2 separate regions of the Mus musculus genome follow, and region 2 is linked to region 1. A link is a contact called in public Hi-C data. All regions are on one chromosome and are shown on one strand. The core of a region is the stretch at or near the end of the contact, and the rest is flanking DNA. Distances in the headings are between cores, read along the strand shown.

Region 1 (5,882 bases), core at 784-3,283:
CTCACAGGAGTGCCTAGAAGCTTTCAACCTGCAGTACAACCCTTGACAAGCCAGGATTTCATACAAGTTGCTGCAAACTGTCAATGCTAAATTGTAGAGGTGTTGCTTTCCAATGCCAACACCCTCAGCAACACATAGGCCCTTGCATGCGTGTGTGTGTGTGTGTGTGTGTGTGTGTGTGTGTGTGTGTGTGTGTGTGTGTGTCCCTAACATCCACACGACAGCCACAGGAAAATTTGCAGCTCATTCCCTCAGAACACTGTCCCACCTTGGTTTTCCTGAGACAAGGTCTCTTACTGACCTGGAGTTCGCCAAGCAGGCTAATCTGACGAGTCAGCGTGTGTCAGGAATCCTCCTGTCACAGCATTTCACAGTGCCTTGCTTTTTTATGTGGGTTCTGGGGTACAGGTCAGGTCCTGGTGCTTACAAGGCAAATGCATTACTTGTACTGATTACACTACCTTCCCAGTACACAAGGGAATTTTTACAAGATTCAAGCCTCCTGCAAGCTCTCCAGAGCCCAGAAGATTCAAGCTTCTATTCCTGCCTGACACCTGTCTACCTGGAGCCCCATCTTAACTTCCAAGATTTCTTTTCTTTGTCATGGCCTGGCTATAGAAGTTTAAATCATGCATAGGGTCGTTTCAGCTCTAGTTCCCTAGGGTGTCTGTCACAGTGATCGTCTCTGAGTTTCAGTTTAATTGAGAACTGGAGAGATGTTGGCTCAATAGTTAAGAGCAAGTACTGCTTGTCCAGGGGACCTGAGTTTGCATGTCAGTTTGTCCAGAAGCTCACAGTTGCTTGTAACTCCAGTTCCAGGAGATGCAATGTCCTTGTCTTAGTCAGGGTTTCTATTCCTGCACAAACATCATGACCAAGAAGCAAGTTGGGGAGGAAAGGGTTTATTCAGCTTACATTTCCACATTGCTGTTCATCACTGAAAGAAATCAGGACTGGAACTCAAGCAGGTCAGGAAGCAGAAGCTGATGCAGAGGCCATGGAGGGATGCTGCTTACTGGCTTGCTTCCCCTGGCTTGCTCAGCTTGCTTTTTTATAGAACCCAGGACTACCAGCCCAGGGATGGCACCACCCACAATGGACCCTCCCATCTTGATCACTAACTGAGAAAATGCCTTACAGCTGGATCTCACAGAGGCATTTCCTCAAGGGAGGCTCCTTTCTCTGTGATAACTCCAGCTTGTGTCAAGTTGACACAAAATCAGCCAGTACAGTCTTCATCTCTGGCTTAAGGGCACCTTCACTCATGTCCACAAATCTACCCTCAGACAGACAGACAGACAGACAGACAGATACACACACACACACCAATGCATGCACCCAAACACATAATTTAAGATAAAAATAAAATCTTTTTTAAAAAATCAAACAAGGGCCTGGAGAGAGAGAGCTCTGTGTTTAGGCACACACACTGCTCTTGCAGAGGGCCTGAGTTCAGTGGCCAGCACCCAGGTCAAGTGGCTCACAAGTGGTAACTCCAGCTACAGGGCGGGGTATCTGACTCCCTCTTCCCGCTCTATGGGCAGCACACCCCCATTCCACAAACCCACACATAGTTCCAACCCCAATCTAACTGCTGAGAGCTTTTGCTGGGAAATAGATGGAATCCGGGGGGAAAAACAGCACCACTATTAAAAATAACAACTCAAGGGCACCGGATGAGATTGGCTTTCTGACTAAGACCTGCTAAAAAGCAAGAACACAAAGAGGTGGGCACAGCTCCTGCCACAGAAAGCAGGTTGACAAAATACACTGAGCTAGCTTGCTAGAAAGGAACAAAGTAATAAGGAGGGCGTGGAGGTAAAAATCAAATAGGGGCCATCGGGAAAGAGCTGTGATCTGCAGAGACTGGAAAAGAAAGCCTCAATTCATCCAGAGCAAGAGGAAAATAAAGAAGAAGGGCCACTCGGGAGAGACTGTTAACAGCCAAGACCTCGAGACACTCTCTTGTGAGAGTCCTGCTGTAGACCCCGAATCAGCAGCTCTGAGTCTGAGCTGACTGCACCAGCAAAAGAAGAGGCAGGAAGCCAAGCCAGTGCTGGGAAAGATGACTCACTGTGGCGCTGTCTGCAGACTCGGAGGACTCTTGCCTGGCCCGGGTAGGCACGTGCTGCCACAGAGGTCAACTGTCACTGTGAGCAGCTTCAGGGCAAGGTTACCACAGCAGGTCTGTCCTGCCACCTCAAGACCCCCAAGGATATGAATTACAGAAGCTCCTAAGGGGACTGAGAATTAGGGACAAAAGGACCAGGGTCTATGGACAAGAGGAAGGTTTTTGTATTCATGAGTTCCAGGAGACCTAGAAGTTCAAAGGTGCTTCCATGTTCAAAACTGATATCTCAAGGTTAAAACTGATTCCACTCTCCCTGTTGCTTGGAACTTCCAGAGGGCCAAGGCACGACAGTCTCTTCTGAATTACTATGACAACCCACTCCGTAAACCACAGTACGTCACTCAAATTATAATGTTCCCCCTCCTCAGACAGTGGGGTAGCTCTGCATGTCCAGCCCCAGCCTAATCCTACATTGTCCCTGAGGTGGTTTTGGCCAGTTGTTCATTGTGATAACAAAATACCTCAGGTGGGCTAACTTAAGAGAGAGACAAAGACAGAAGCACAAAGAGGAAATAAGAGACAGAGAAAGAGGGGTAAACAGAGGGAGGGAAGAAGAAAAATGGACAGACAGAGAGAGGCTAGAAATCCGAGCTGCATGGTGCAGCCGCTGGTGATTGATGGTCCTACCTGCCTATGTCACCTCATGGCACATGGTACTGCTGGGAGAACAGGTAGGAAAAAGAGCTCAATTTTGAGAACAGGAAGCCAGAGAGCCCGGGACTCCTCAGCCTGTTCTCAAAGCACACCCACTAAGGACCTCCCATTGGGGCCCACTTCCCTGCCTTTCTTCTTTTCATATATGTGTGTGGTATGCATATATACTTATATGTATGTTCACATGTATATGAGGACTTGTGTGGGCATGCACATGTATGTGTGTGCATAGAAGTATGGAGCTGGAAACTGATGTCCGGAATCTTCCTCTGTTTCACTCCACTTTATTCTTTTGAGACAAGGTCTTGAAATCGGACCCAGAGCTTGCCTATGAGAATGGTCTTACTAGCCAGCCTGCTTGGGGGGTGAAGACAGTAAGAAATCATCTGGCTCTACCTCCTATGGCTGGAATTACGAGTGAGCTGCCATGCTCACCCAGCGTTTATGCAGGTTCTGGGGATCTAGACTCAGGTCTTGTTTGTATGGTAAGTGCTCTAACCACTGAACCATCTCCTCAGACCTGAGGCTTCCTTGTAAAGGTCTCACCTCCTTTCGTTGCCACACTGAAAATGAATCTCCCAGTGTACAAACTTATGAGAAACACTCTTAAATCATCAGGCAAACACCCGGAGGTGTCAGCATGGTCTCTTGAGCCCTTGTGTTTGACCTTCAAGATGTGAACCACAAGATCTCAGGAATGACACTCTCTGGTCGCAAGTCATCTTATTTAAAGAAAGGTAAAGCATACCTCAGAATTATACAAACCTGAAGACTACATAACAAGTTAGAGTTAACAGCGTGTGTGCGAACATGCTCAGGAAAGGTCTTCAATGACAGGCGCCCACCTGGAACTGTACTCAACACTGAGAAGGGCTCCTAAGGCACAAGATTAAGAGAGACTGTGACTTCGTGGTGATCTCTCTCTTTCTCTCTCTCTCTCTCTCTCTCTCTGTTTGTGTATGTATGTATGTGTGTGTGTGTGTGTGTGTATGTATGTGTGTGTCTGTGTGTCTGTGTGTGTGTGTCTTCCCATACATTTTTGCACCCAAGTGTGTGCGTGCATGACACATACTGTCACAATAATGCATACAGAGTAAAGGCAATCAACTGATACCTAGCACTGGAGCTCTCAGACCTGAGCATGCCTCAGAATCCTTCAGAGGACTGGCTTCACAGTCCCTGGGCCTCACTCCCTAGACTGGACTCCTTGGCCAGGAGGAAGGAGGGCTGATGTTGACAATCTGGTCAGAGGCTACCCTGGAAGTTGTATGGGCTGAGGAAATGGTTCAGTGATCCAATCAGAACAGGGCTGGGAAAGAGAAACAGGCACCACCAGGAAAGCAGAAAATTAATACAAGAGTGAGTGCATTGGAGAGCACCAAGAAGACCCAAGGAGGAAGCCGCTGAGAATGTCTCCACTGAAAAGCCTTATCCTGGCTCCTCAGCCAACCATTTGTTCATGAAGACAGATGGGATTACAGTGACTCAGCAAAACCAAGGCCATCCCTAGAGGTGGGGCACAATTCCCAAAGTACAACTTAGCTACACAGCATGGAGGAAGGACCTGGACCATGGGGGGATTCTCCACAGCACACATGAGGGTAAGATTAGTCTACAAAACAGGAAGAAAAGGAACACTGCTCAATTAATTTTATGAGGCCACAGTTCCCTGGTACCAAAACCATATACAGACTGAACAAAGAAAGAGATTTCCAGACCAATTTTCCTTATGATCATAGATGCTAAAGTTCTTGCAAACTGTATCTAAAAACACATTTATAACATCATCCACCATAACCAGGTAGGCTTCAGCCTAGAGATGCTTACTATACAATAATCAATAAATATAATCCACCATATAAACAAACTGAAAGAAAAAAAATACAGGATCAAAATCCTGGAGATATTAGGGATACAAGGGACATACCTAAGCAAAATAAAGGCAGTTTACAGGAAGCCTATTGCCAATATTAATGGAGAGAAACTCAAAGCAATTCCACTACAATCGGAAACAAGATAAGGTTGTCCAATCTCTCCATTACTACTCAATTTAGAGGTCTTAGCTAGAACAATACAGGGTTGCTCACTCTCTCCACACCTACCCAATATAATACTAGAAGTCTTAGCTTAAGCAATAAGACAACTGAAAGAGATCAAAGGTATTCTGATAGGAAAGGAAGAAATCAAAGTATCATTACTTACAAATGACATGGCAGAAATCATAAATGACCCTACAAGTTTCCTGGTGGAATGCCTAGAGCTGACAAACACTTTCAGCAAAATAGCTGGATACAACAATAAATTCACAAAACTCAGTCGCCCTTCTATATACAAATGGCTAAAGGACTGAGAAAGACATAAGGGAAACAACGTCTTTCACACTAGCCTCAAATAACATAAAAAGTCTTGGAGTAAGTCTAACCAAGCAAGTGGAAGACTTATATGATAAAAACTGCAAGTCTTTGAAGAAAAAAAATTGAAGAAGATATCAGAAGATAGAAATACCTCCCATGCCCATGTATCAGTAGGATTAACATAATAAAACTAACCATCCTTCCAAAAGCAATCTACAGATTCAGTGCAATAACCATGAAAATTCCAAAACAATACTTTACAGACCTTTCAAGGTCAATTCTAAACTTCATATGGAAAAACAAAAAACCCAAAACAGCTAAAACAATCCTGAACAATAAAAGAACTACTGGAGGTCTTACCATTCCTAGTTTCAAATTGTACTATAGAGCTACAGTAATTAAAACTGCACAGTATTAGCATTAAAACAGACACATTGATCAATAAAATTAAGACCTAGACATAAATCTACACACATATGGACACCTGATTTTTGGGTTTTTTTTAAAGCCATAAATTCACACTAGGAAAAAAGATAGCATATCCAACCAATGGTACTGGTCTAACTGGATGGCTGCATGTAGACGAATAGAAATAGATCCATATCTATCACCCTGCAAAACTCGAGTCCAAGTGGATCAAAGACCTCAACATAAAACCAGATACGCTGAACCTGACAGAAGAGAAAGTGGGGAATAACCTGGAACTCATTGGCATGGGAGAAGACTTTCTGAACAGAATGCCA
Region 2 (6,072 bases), core at 2,911-5,410, 43 kb after region 1:
TTAATTTGTCTGGCTGAATATTCAAATTCCAGATTCACTGACCTACTGTTTGGGCACCGGTACAGCTGACACCAAGTCAAATGGTTCTTTTAAAGTATGGGTTTGAAAAAATGTCCCTCATTTTGAAAGCAACCCTCTACGTTCTATGGGGTGCGTACCCCAACAGCTCTACCCAAGCTCTATTTACCTATTTTTTAAAAGCTTAACAGAAACAAGCAGAAGAAGCAATTAGGAGACTACCAGAGGTAATGACTACATTCCAGGCACAGTTTAATCCCGAGGTTATCAGTGTTGGCTTTCCTTTGCTTATCGGGTTGGCTTTGCCCTTTGGGCCCTGGACGTATCAGTTAAATGATCAGCAGTCATCCTTTCCTGAGATACACGCAACAGGATGTGCGTATATTATGCTGATCTGTGCCCCCTTTGTGAAAGTATAGTGACAGTATATGTGATTTGTGTTCAGTAGCTGAGAGGACCAATTAAAAGCAAGCTGAAGAGAGGGAGGTCCTCGGCCACATTCCCTACATGCGTTTTATACAGTCAAAGATAATGTGCACCCCTTAGGGAATTTGGTTCCAAGCTGCCAAGATGCTACATTTTATCTGAAGAAGTGTCCTATGGAAGTTTTAAATTGGATCTGCAACTACCGCTTACAGGCCAGACGTCTGTCCCACAGGTTTGTTGACACAGGTGACTGAGAGAGCATCTACTTCAACCGAAAAAGCAGTGCCCTGGGGCAGAGCATTGGGGGGGGGGGGGCACGATGAAATGAGCCCCTGGTCTCTCTCCTGGCTCTCATCTGGGCAAAGCATGGCTGTGTCTGCTGCAGCTGGTCTGGCTGGAAGAAATGAGCACTTGGCAGATGGGCTGAGCTGTGCTGGGTACCTTATAGGCCTTGGCACGCTTGAGAGCTGCGGGGATTCTATCAATTACGTTGGGATCTTTAAAATTATTATCATTTTTTGTGTTACAAGAAAAGCTCCTTTCCCTCAGGTGGGTCCAAGAGCCACAACCTCATTCCCTCTTTAGTCCATGAAAAGGTAAGACTTTTATCATCCTGAAAAATAGTCTCAAATGCTCCCCATGGCTGTAAACCAAAACAGTTCAGAGCCAAAGAAAATCTTTCTGGGTAAGACGCTAAGAACCCATCTTTTATAGGAAGCAAGGCAGTGTCTCCTGCCCTGCCCTCTAGAAGCTGGTTGCTCTTGCTCTGGGGGGTAACTATGGCCCACCCCGCCGCCAGGGGAGGACACAGAAGTTGTGACATCGCTCATCGGGGAGAAGGCTGGCTGCCAGGCTTGACAAGTGTACCTCAAGTAGGCCAGACCATGATCTCAGGGATGGATTTCTAGGGAGAGAGGGACATCTGATGAAGCCAGGTGACCAAAGCATGCTTCAACAACGGTGCCTTGGGGAAAGCAGGCTCCATGCGAGGTGACCAGACAGTTCACCCTTTCCCCCCCACACAGAGCATTTCTAATTCTCTCCTTGCCCTGTCGAGCAAGAGAATGGCTAAGGAGGGCTTATTTCCTCACATCCAACTGTCGTCTGTGTTCCCTGGGGCTTGTCCCTGAACCCTGGGGCTTCAGAGAATGACATCTGTCCCCAGCCCTGACTTCCTCCTCCCCACCGCACCCTGTCTCCGAGACCCCCACCCAGCAGTGTGCTCGGGTTACCCACCTTGACCACATAGGTGACTCCCGGCCCCAGCACCTGATCGCTGGTGTGCGGCGCGCCCCGAGGGGGCCTGGGCAGTGGCTCGTCGCCGGCCCGGCTCTTCCTGGTGGCACTCATGCTGGCGGCCGGGGCGCGGGACCCGGGGGTCGCGCTGCCGCCGTCCGGGGCCGCCAGGCTGGGCGCGCTGCAGCTGCCCGAGAGCCGCGCTCCTGCCCGCTCCCGGGCGGCCGACGACAGGCCACGCAGGCCGGAGCTGGAGAGTTTCAAGTGGGACACCTTGTGGAGCAGGTGGCCCAGGCTGCCGGGCCCATCGTCCGGCGCCTTGCGCAGCGCCTCGCCCGACACCAGGTAGGGGCTCGCCGCGGGCTCCGCCGAGACCTTGCCGCCGCTGCCGCTCACCGACAGGCTGTGGAGAAGGTCATCGACCGATGTCACCGAGTCATTCCTGAAGCGGTTGTACTTGGTGCGTGGAAGCATGCCCCTCCGTGGGCTCGCCGCATCCACCCGGGCGCTGCTGCTGCCGGCCCTGGCGCGGACTGCCGCGCATAGCACACGAGCCGCGGTCCCCCGAGCGGGACGAGGAGCCCGAGTCCCAGGACAGCCTTTCCGGAGAGGGACAGCCGAGGCCGACGACCGAGCCCTTTTCACCGTTACAAGGCAGCAGAGCAGCAGCCACGCAGCGCGGGCCCTGGAGACCGAGGGTTGGGGTGGAACGCTTGCCTTGCAAAAGTCATAGTTGCGGCTGATGGAGCGAGCGGCCAGCTGCACGGGGCTGCTCCCAGCAAAAGCGTGACTCACTCTGAGGAGACCCTTCTCAACAAAGGCTCGGTGAGCTCCGCAAATCACTTCCTGTAGCAAAAAGAGAGAGAAGAAAACGACATCCACCCGCTGACAGCAACTACAGCCAATCAGTTCTCAAATTTCCTTTTTCTACCTTCGCAGATATTTCCTTCCAGTCTTTGCCTTTTCACCTACCCCCTCCCCATCCCGCATCTGTGCCAAAGGTAAATCCAGTCCCGTCAAATGATCTCTTGAACTTTCCGCAACCCATTATTCCGTGCAATGGCTTGCTCTTCCCTTGCTCAGCTCATGTGGATGAAGCCCAGAAGTGTCTGACAGGGATGCGTTCAAATGTGACGAAGGCTTTTAAAGAAGTCTTCAAGGCGAATCCTGATGAATCCTGATTTTGGAAAGTAGCAAGAATTTTAAGTAGGAAAAAAAAAAAGAGGGGGGACCCTTCACCAGCAGATGAATATTTAAGAAAGAAAGAAAAAAACCTGTCAGTTTCCTGTGGTTTGCTTTTCTTGTTCAGATCAGCAGAGCAGCCATGTATCTGTGGCGGTGCAATTCCTGTACCAATTCACGAAAAAAAAAAAAAATCAGCACAGAAATTTCTTCTCAGTACAGCTCAGAGGGGGTCTTCCCTAATAATTTACAGCAGTCAGCAGCCGTACTCAGCTAGGGTTCAGTTGAAAAATCTACTTCAAAAAAAAACCTGCATCTCTGCTGAGCGGCAACAGGCTCCAGAAATCCATGCCAAAAAAAGAGAGAGAGAGAGAAAGAGGGCCGCGTTTTGAGTTTTATTCCAAGTGAATGTGTTTCAGCCCTGGAAGCATGCCTTAGTAGCATTACCAATCCGTTTCAATGTCCCTTCAGTTGCTGCTTGCAGCCCTGCAGTCAGGCAGGAAAAAAAATGCGGCTGCTCTAACTGTCCATCAAATCCACAGCAAGAATGGCCTCTTCCTTGCGAGTCGGGCCCAGGCTTGCAGTGACACGCACAGGCCTTCTTCCTGACGCTTGGGAGAATAGGACATCGACAGCCTCCCCGAGGGTCTGACCAAGATTCTGAGACCCACTGAGCCCTTCCTCGGTGGCCTCTACCAGGTGGCCTCATGTGTTAAGACAGATAACCTGCACCACCGAGAAGTCAATCGCTGTCAAAGTTTCCTGGTAACTTCTGTGCAAGCGAATGCATTTGCCTTCTAGCACACTAGCAGGTCACCCTGAGTCTTCTCACGCCCAGGGCTGATCTCGGGAGGCAGTGCGGTTCCCAGGCTTTCTGGGAGCCCCAGGAAGGGAGTTTAGGGAGAGCCACCCGTGGCGGCCGTGCAAGTGAGGCCGGTTCCAGAGGACGAAAAAGCGCAGAGCCGCCAGGCCCGCCCTGGCGCAGCAAACACGTCCCCACCGCTCTCCAACCGCGCGGCAGCCCTAGCTGAACAGCCACCCCGCACTCTCTTTTCTCCCTTCCTCTAGCTCGCATAGCAACAGCAGATGCGCACCCCACGGACGATTTCGATGGTGATTGGAGTCCCCCTCCAATCTGAAGCAAGTCAGCCCCACCATTCCCAAACCGTGGTCTTCTTCATTAGAAGCAGACAAAAAGAAAAAAAGAAAAAGGAAAAAAAAAAAAAACAGACCGAATGTGAATGAGATGCTGTTTGTGTGAATGAAAGGGCCGGCGAGCGAGCCAGCGTTTCTGTGAATGGAGCGGGTCCTTGCAGCCGGTGCCAGGCAATCCCCTGGGCTCAGGCGGCTTCAGCCAATGAGAGGCTGAGCCGATGACTCATTCAACAAAGGCTCGCTCAATAGTGGAAGATTCCATTTCAATCAAGGGCGGGATCTTTTATCCAACAGCAGTGTGGGAAAAAAAAAGAGAAAGAAAAAAAAAAAAATAACACCACCCAGATTGATTACAAAAATTCTGGGAGGAAGAAACAAGCCGGTATAGAGAGATGGGGAAAATTAGTTTTATAAGGGTGTTGGAGACTATCGGGTCAGTTCCGGGTGAAGCAGGACCACTCTCTGGGAGGTGAGCTGTACCCAAACTTTCATTCACTGGTTCTTCTACCTCACAGAGCAGCCATGAATGTACCAGCTTTTATTATGAATGCACACAGAAGACCCAGTCAAAGGCTAGCCTCTTCCCCATGAAGTCTTTCCTAATAAAGGAATAAAGAAGACCTATGCAAGCTAAGTCTCCAGAGCAGCGGAGGGGATCCCAAAGCTACATCATTTAACCCTTTAGCCAACAAGGAGACTTTGGATTCTATTATGAGGCCAACGGAGGGAGCCGACTGAGAAAATATGAATGGCGGTGTAAATTTACATACAACAATTAGACTCGTTGGTGTTAGACGTTAATATACCAAGAATATCATATAGTACAGCTAGAGCTGCTGTTAGCTGGAAAGTGATACGAATATTTTGGTGTACAGGAAAAAAGAAAATAAATTAAAGAGCCCAAATGCGTCAGATGGAATTCCACAGCCCCTGCAGGGGAACTCTGCTCACGTGCCTGTCCCAGGAGAGCCCTTTGTTCGCCCTAGGGAGCCTGGCTGTCGCTTATTTTAGGCATGATCCCCCAAAGCCCAAGCTCTGGGCTGTCAACTCGAAACAAACTGGCACCAGTGAGAACGAGGATAGATAATTCTAGATGCCATGTTCAAAGTCTGCGCTATGCTGTGACTATCACGTGTTCACTGGATGCTTATGTTGAAGTCTAATCCTGGCCACCTTTCTTTCAAAAGGTGAAAGCTTAGTCTGTGTCATTTAGGGGAGGGGCTTCTGGGACAGGACTGGGATTAGGTCATCAGAGTAGAGGAGCAATAGCCCAGTCTGTAAAATGCTTTATCTTGCAAGCAAGAGGACCTGAATTCAATCCTCAAAAACTCAACATTTAAAAAAACAAAACCAAAAATACTAACAGACAAACAAATAAATGGGCTGACGACCCAGTGTTACACAGCCAGCCAGCCCAACCCCTCAGCAAGTTTTAAGCCAAGAAGAGACCTTATTTCAAACAAACAAGATGGGGTCAGCAAGATTGCTATCAACCTTGATGATTGGAATTTAGTCCCCAGGAGCCACACAGTGGAGATGATGTTGTCCTCTGACCCCCTACACATGTGCTCTAACATGCATCTAATGAAAAGCTATTTTTAAAGAAAACATGGCTGTCATCCAAGAAATGAGAGTGGAGGCCATACTCTGTCCTCCACATGCAGGTATGGCACACTTCCACACAAGCACACACAAGGATGCACCTGCACACATATAACCACATAGAAGTAGAGAGTCTGAACACACACACTCGTGTGTGCACACAGGCATACGTGTTCCCAGTCTCTCACCGTCTTAAGCCCTGAGCCACCTCAGACTCTGCTAGCAAGAATCCCAAGAATTTGGTCTCTCAGCTGTACCAGACTAAGGAGCAGAGGTAAATTATCTTTATTCATAACTCACTTAGTTTATTGGACTGTGTTATTAACCAGAGATATGGATGGAAATCCTATAACAATGCCAAGAAAGTGCCTTGCCTGGGCAGCTGACATTGAGAACTGCTCACCCCTGACCACCTGTAGCCAGGCATCTTCCACTGAGAGGAGTGCAAGGCAA

What was found. A called contact is a pair of places that touch in the nucleus more often than the background predicts.
Region 2: a Hi-C map of cerebral cortex shows a contact between it and region 1, with 1.7 times the contacts expected there. The contact joins the promoter of Shc3 here to the enhancer-like site in region 1. A contact is called at or near these places in 2 of 484 Hi-C or Micro-C datasets (the HPC-7 cell line and cerebral cortex), 3 of 115 datasets of contacts at active chromatin or transcription factors (astrocytes and embryonic stem cells) and 3 of 9 other capture datasets (adipose tissue, liver and pancreatic islet).

The regions. Positions count from the first base shown.
Region 1 is chr13:51,524,593-51,530,474 of GRCm38.p6, forward strand. The region is part of intron 1 of Shc3 (src homology 2 domain-containing transforming protein C3); the gene reads right to left. Among named protein-coding and RNA genes, the nearest start is that of Shc3, 42 kb to the right of the region's middle. Within about 2 kb of position 2,034, at least 51 of the 459 cell types and tissues checked have an H3K27ac peak or open chromatin away from gene starts, as enhancers often do. A contact at or near this core is called in astrocytes and cerebral cortex, where this site is marked.
Region 2 is chr13:51,565,291-51,571,362 of GRCm38.p6, forward strand. It overlaps Shc3 (src homology 2 domain-containing transforming protein C3), which reads right to left and starts at 4,161. Exons shown (of 12, transcript NM_009167.5): 1 at 1,681-4,161. The coding sequence starts at 2,154.